Linked DNA regions of Oryza sativa: region 2 is linked to region 1. The links are chromatin contacts, called in public ChIA-PET maps. All regions are on one chromosome and are shown on one strand. The core of a region is the stretch at or near the end of the contact, and the rest is flanking DNA. Distances in the headings are between cores, read along the strand shown.

Region 1 (3,562 bases), core at 804-3,303:
TTTGCACAGTTTCATTACTGTTTGACTAACAGAAATCAGGAAATAGTAGCAAAAAAGGTAAAGGTTCTTAAAAATCATTGGCATTTAAGGTTAGATAAATCTTGTAGTGTTACAGCAAAGGATCCAAAACTTTTCATCAAATATAATCTGCAAGGCATTTACGTTACAAGATACTTAAAATGAAGTTAGTCAATTTCTCTCTATCAACACAAAGAGCACAAGGCACAAGTTATTACAATAAGAGGTTGAGAACACATACCTGCTGTTATGGAGCCTCCAGGTGAGTTAATAAACAATTTGATGTCCTTAGTTTTATCCTCAGCATCCAGCAGCAAGAGTTGGCTGATGATAAGATCAGCACTCATATCATCCACCTAGTCAGCACAAGGCATTGAAAACAATAGATACATTATTTTGCACAGTCAGTTATGGCATAATAAAAGTGCTATTTATTACACAGAACAAATATTTTCATTTGTGTACACAATACAGTGACATGAAATTTGTTCAGAGAACAGTACCATGAAGGTGAAGCATAGTGCTTGATCAGTGGGCAAATCATTAATAAACCGTCAGATTGTAATGTCAAGAAAACATGATATAACAAGAATGTGTTAGTTCAAACAGAAAAAAGTGTTCCCTGAAGTCACTTCTGCTAATTATTCCTACCAAAATAATATGGCCCATACAACAAGGAAAAGAAAGTAAAACGACATACGACTCAGGAAAGAGTTTGATTCTGACCCTAACCATCTCAAGCATTTAGGCTGTGTTCGGAGCTCCAAGTTCCCAACCACTCTCCCTCGTTTTCCGCGCACACGCTTTTCAAAATGCTAAACGGTGCGTTTTTTGCAAAAAAATTTCTATACGAAAGTTGCTTAAAAAAATTCAAATTAATCCATTTAAAAAAAAATAGCTAATACTTAATTAATCACGCGCTAATGAACCGCTCCGTTTTCCGTGCGGGGAGATGGGTTTCCAACCCCAGTATCCAAACACAGCCTTAGTTTGTTCAAGAAGATGCAACATTACCAAGGTGACATCTAATCATTCAACAAACAGCACTCATGTAAATGTAATTCTCAGCATGAAAGATTCTTGATTCACAAGGTTGGCAAAAAGGAAACAAAATATATCCCATTTACATATCTTATGCACATTCTGAGCTAGAAAAAGTATTAAGAAAAAAAAAATCAAGATGGGAACAACTAGAACAATTTGGACAACAGCAACAACAGAATATCACATAATGTATACTAGAGGGTGATCATAGCATGCCATATAAAATCTTGGATGCCCATTAAGTGTTACTAAAATGCTTCTAGTTCTTTGCAAACTACATAAGTTTGAGACAACATAAGTTTATATAAGTCAATACACTTTTACCACACGCATATAAGAAGCCATAATCCTCAAGGAAACAAATATGTGACAATGGGCATACCAAAGAACATATTGGGCTACATTTTGGTTGACATAATTGAATTGCAAATCTTTCTTATTCCTAAACTAGTGCATTTCGTTTTTTTTAAAAAAAAATGGCGAGGAAATTACACTTAACTTTTTTCACACCATAAAATTCGCAAACATTTCGATATTAATAATTGAACAAGAACTGCTTAATGGGTAATAACAACACACACAGTGCGATTTGGGGGGGGGAAGAAGAAAAGGCTAACCGGGGAGCCGAGGAAGACGATGCGCTGGCGAAGGAGCATGTTGGTGGTGTCCAGCTCCTCGAGGCGCGGCTTCCTTGCCGCAGGCCGAGCCGCCGACGGCCCGGGAAGTTCCCACGCGGAGGAGAGCGTCCGCCGTGCCGCCGACGCCGATGCGCGGACCGTAGCTCTTGGCGCCGCCTTCCAGCAGCACGGGTTGGGAGCGAGGAAAAGGGACGACGGGGACGAGGAGGATGAGCAGGGAGAAGCGGGGAGGGCCGCCATGGCTGCCGCTGCCTCCATTTCTTGGCTCGCGGCTGCTTCTGCTGCTGCTGCCTGCTAGTGTGTGTTATCCTGCGCAGGGGTTTGGAGAAGGAACAGATTGGGGACGAGAAGATGGGGCCCAGATGCCAGCGGCTCGCAAGACTTGTACTACTCCATACTCATAAAAGTGACAATGTTTAAGTCAAACGTTAATAACTATCAAGTTGTTGTTGAGTTTAAAAATATAAAAATTATATGTATAGATTTGTATTGAAAAATACTTTCATAAAAGTATACATATATCACTTTTCAATAAATATTTTTATAGAAATAAGAAGTCAAAGTTGTGTTTTGGAGATCGTGTCGCTGTCCTAAACGACTTCCTTTATGAGTATGGAGGGAGTACAGTGCAGTGAGAAATGAGACAACTCTATCCCCTAAGGTCCCTCAACTTGTCATCGGGATACGAACCGTAAAACTAGATATGCGGGATCCCTCAACTATATAAAACCGGTCACCCGAGGTCCCTTGGTGGTTTTCAACCCGGTTTTGTCCGACGTGATAGCTGAGTCAGCATGGGACCCACATGGGCCCCACATGTCAGCTGGCCACGTCATACCCTCTCCCCTCCTCTCCTTTTCTCCTCTCTCTCTCACTCTTCTCGTCTGGGTAGGCACTAGTCAACTAGGGAGGACGGCGGCGGCTACTGCCTTCGGCGGCGGCTACTGCCTTCGGCGGGGAGAGGTGGGAGAGGACGAGGGCGTCGGTGGCCGGCGACAGGCGACACGACGGTGGTGACTAGCGACTGGCGACGCTCTGCCGCCACTGCTCTCGCCTGCCGTTGCTGAGGCCGCAAGCGCGAAGGCGCATGCTCCTAGACTTAGCCCATATCCGTGAATGACACGATCACGACGTATTATGCATATCCACGGTTTTGATTTATCAGCTAAATAAGCTTGCTTATCGATCAAATTAAAGAGATAAGCTGGGGTTTTGATTTATCTGAACGACTTCTGCTGGTCATGCGTGCGGAGGAAAAGGCAGTTCCAAACCCGGCAACATAGGAACAAGTTAAATTATTGTCACCGGACTATGGCACAGCAACAAAACGAACTAACAAATCAAGTTTATCTCTATCTATTGCTTCTTATCTGCAGGAAAATCGGAGGAGGTCGCTCCAGCGTATCGCAACGGCGGACACGCGGTGTGCGGCGCGGCACCGACCTCGTAGACGTTATTTTCCACCTTAAACAAGGACGTAGTCGGTGAGCGAGAAGACGCGCGTGCGCTTCGGCGCCGCTGCCCAGGTTCGCCATGGCTTGCAGACCGATCGTGTTTTTTCATTCAAAACGAAAGCAGGAGGGAGGAAGAGAGGGATGGCTGGGGGTTACCTTTTGGTGAGACGAGGGAGCGTCGGCACCTCTGGTGTCGTCATCGTCGCCGCCGCGCCGGAGAAGAGGGAGACGGGGGGTTGGATTTGGAGGCAAAGGAAAAGGGGCTATTGGAGGGAGTCGGAACGAATCGAGGCTGCCGCCGTGCTCCCCTTCTCCCTCGTCGCCGTGTTTCCCAGCTGCAGCTACCGCCTCCGGGCGCCGGCCACCGTCGCGTCACCGGCCACCGAGCGCCACCCTCCTCTCTCCCGC
Region 2 (3,647 bases), core at 555-3,054, 170 kb before region 1:
GTTTTTTTCGTTCGTGTCCGAAAACCCCTTCCGACATCCGGTCAAACGTCCGATGTAACACCCAAAAATGTTCATTTCCTCAACTAAACACACTCTAAGGGGTCGTGCTAGTCGTTGCAATTTGATGGCATCTCTGGCGCCACTGCAGAGGATGATGTAAAGGTAGTAAGTAGCACATGCACTCACCGCCAACAGTTTGCCAGCTTTTCCACCACCTCACTCCGGCAAACGGTTGCTCATTCGCTCAATTGGGAGGCCTTCTTGACTTCAAGCAACTAATGCTGGGTTTAATTTCTAAAAAAAAGTTAAAAGTTTAAGGAAAGTTGGAAGTTTAGAAAAAAAGTTAAAAGTTTATATGTGTATGTAAGTTTTAGATGTGATGTGATAGAAAGTTGAAAGTTTAGGGTAGTTGAGGGTGAACTAAACATGGCCTAAGGTATAACATGCATTAGTTGTATCAGTTTTTCTACACCAATTTTTTTTTGCTCGACTTGGGTTGTTAGAAAAAAATGCAAAGGAGGGAGAGTAGTAAGCTACAGGTGTTGGAAGCTTCATGGATGACGGCAATTTGTTTGCTTCTTCTGTGAGGAAGAATAGATCGATAGGAGGAGCTAGGTGGGTCCCGGTAGCAGCGAGGTGAACGCAAGGGCCAGTGTGGTGGGGTCGTGGGTGAGTGGAGAGGTGAGTGCAACGAGAGCTTGTTGTTCTCGTTCCTGCTATCATCGCCCGGCGAGCAAAGTGGCCGGATTTGAAAGAGAAGCACTGGAAGGATAACTCGAGGGCAATTTGCAAACCAGGGGTACTCACCGTCATTTTGGAAGTTTCCTCTCCCCTAAACAGCCAAAAACATTTAAATAGTAGCAAATATTCACTTTTTACCGATGCATTCCACAAAAGATTCACTACTGCGGTGTTCTACAGCTAGTACGTCACGGTGTTTTATAGCAAAATTTGCCAAAAAATTGTCATAATTTTAAAAGTTTAGGGGTTGATTCGGTCCAAATTTAAACTTGAGAGAAAGTTATAAAAGGAAGATTTTTTCCCTATGTTACTTAGAAATTTAATTAGAAGATTCATTTTAAGAACGGGTTAATTTTCAGGATCAGGCTTGACAAGTCTAGCATTTCCCATGCCGGGTCCCAAAACCTTAATTCATCCCAGCGCACACATTCAGGCATTTGTTTATTTGGCAAAAAAAAAATTTTGCCCTCTGCATGTCACGTCGGATATACGGACACACATTTGAAATATTAAACGTAGTTTAATAACAAAACAAATTACAGATTTTATCAGAATACTGCGAGACGAATTTATTAAGCCTAATTAATTCGTCATTAGCAAATATTTATTGTAGCACCATTATCAAATCATGGCGTAATTAGGCTTAAAATATTCGTCTCGTGATTTCTTGGTGAACTGTGTAATTAATTTTTTATTTACATTTAATATTCTATATATGTATTAAATATTCGATGTGGTAGCGCGAAAAATTTTGTTGAAGAGCTAAACAGGTCCGTCCTCAGTCTTACAACGGTCAACCACTCAACCCAAGCTCCAATGATGCGACCTCAACCCAAAGCTCTCGACGGTTGAGGAACAACGTGGTTGTCGCTCATTTTCCTCCCGTACGTTCCAGCTAGCTCAGGTCAAAGCTGTCAAACCTACTATAAATAATTCTCGTTGATTAGCCTTGGCGGCCAAGTAGACGATCACAACGAACGAGACCGTGGCTGCCAAGCAACCTCAACCTCCCGGCCGGCACGGGCGCAGACTATAAATGCGCCGCTGGCCGCGCCTGCACCTACACCAAACCTACAGCAAACTGAGCGAGGAGCAGAGCCATGCGTCGCGAGGGGAGGCAGCGCGGGTGGGTGTGCGTGTACGACCGCGCCCTGGTCGACCCCGAGGGGAAGCGCCGCGTGGTGGGCGCGGTGGCGGCGCCGGCGACGGTGGCCAACGGCGGGTTCATCAGGGCGCCGCGGAAGCCAACCAACCACTCCAAGTTCACCGGCGGCCGCGCCTTCAGGGAGCTCGCCAGCGGCAAGGGCGCCTGCAGCGGCGGGCCGGCAGCGTCGACGACGGGTGGTAAAGGGAGGCACAAGTTCAAGCACGACGAGATCAAGGCGTACTACCTCGAACTCGAAGCCGGCGCTGATGATGCTGTCGATGAGCTAGGATCGCTATGAGTGACATGGATTCGTGGAGGCAGATGGCATGCATCACCGGAACGGCGGCACGGCGGCATGCAGCTGCCACCGTCGATAGGAGAATTGCAGCGGCGGCGCTAATTGACATGGCAGTTTCCTGTTTTGGTGTGTATGTGTGTGAGTGTGAGTGAAACTGTGTTGTGAATGTGGATCTTTTTAGTTTGGTGTTTCGTTGAATAATTGAACTTTCTCGCCACAAATGAGTTTGAATTCAGGTCCTATCACATCGGATGTTTAGACACTAATTAGAAGTATTAAATATAGACTAATAACAAAACCCATTTCATAATCCTAAACTAATTCACGAGACGAATATATTGAGCCTAATTAATTCATGATTAGCATATGTGATGCTACATTAAACATGTGTTAATTATAGATTAATTAGTCTTAAAAATTTGTCTCGCGAATTAACTCTCATTTATGCAATTAGTTTTATTATTAGTCTACGTTTAATACTTCTAATTAGTATTCAAACATCCGATATGACATAGACTAAAATTTAGTCACTGGATCCAAACACCACCTAAATGTTTGTATGTGCATTTCGTACTCCAAAATGTTGTTCATTCAAAAAAAAAACTCCATGTTTCTTATTATAAGTCATTTTTTTAAAATTTGACTAAATTTATAAAGCGACTAATATTAATATGAAATGGAGGCAGTAATAGACATTTTGGCTTCAAGACGATTGCCATGAGCCACATGAAAATAAAACAGAATTGCTAAACACATTCGAGTGAACATCGAGGGCAAAATCTTGCAAATTTCTTACCTTAAGATTTGCTTTGCGATTCATGATGTGATGAGCTTCTCCCTTTGTACGTCTTCGTGACCCTGAAGAACTCCAATGACAGCGACAGCTACGACCCCAAACCAGATAGGCTTTAGGGTTGGGGGTGGGTTAGAAGGGAGCGGAGGAAGATGGGGTTTTCCTAGGTTTAGTGGGAAGGTTGTGGGCAGCGAAGGACCGATGGTGGGTGGTAGACATAAGCGGGTGGTGCCGAAGCGTCGGGAGCGATGGGGATGGATGGGGGTGTTTGGCTGCCATTGGAGGTGGGGACAAGGGAAATGAGAGGGCTTAGGAAGCAGGGGAGCCCTCACAGATGGTTCAAAAATTTGGAATGAAAATTTGAGTCTATCACCCCCCCCCCTTTCCAAAAAAAAAAAAACCTGAAATGATTCACCCGGTTTTGTGTGTTGTAGCAGGGGGCAAATGCCATCCCCCCCCCCCCCCTCCTATTCGACCGAAACATGGCAACGGTTTTCAGCTTGATGCATTTTGTTCCAAGGTAAATGCTTTTTGAGTCTTTGTGATTGGTAAACAGAAGACGCCCGAGAGGTTCAACATGGAGACCTTCAGTTCCTTTTGTTGTCTCATTGAATAAAGGGTAAATTGAAACCATGCTATTATAATTTTGCAAAGTTTGAATAAATTGA

Evidence for each region. ChIA-PET counts read pairs in DNA pulled down with a chosen protein or histone mark.
Region 2: an RNA polymerase II ChIA-PET map of leaf shows a contact between it and region 1, with 7 times the contacts expected there. The contact joins the promoter of LOC4324024 here to the promoter of LOC4324049 in region 1. A contact is called at or near these places in 2 of 15 Hi-C or Micro-C datasets (leaf and seedling) and 1 of 4 datasets of contacts at active chromatin or transcription factors (leaf).

The regions. Positions count from the first base shown.
Region 1 is chr1:18,310,915-18,314,476 of ASM3414082v1, reverse strand. It overlaps LOC4324049 (ATP-dependent Clp protease proteolytic subunit 3, chloroplastic), which reads right to left and starts at 2,053. Exons shown (of 6, transcript XM_015766896.3): 1 at 1,680-2,053; 2 at 260-374. The coding sequence starts at 1,958.
Region 2 is chr1:18,476,479-18,480,125 of ASM3414082v1, reverse strand. LOC4324024 reads left to right here and starts at 1,804. Exons shown (of 1, transcript XM_015779419.3): 1 at 1,804-2,407. The coding sequence starts at 1,842. The coding sequence ends at 2,186.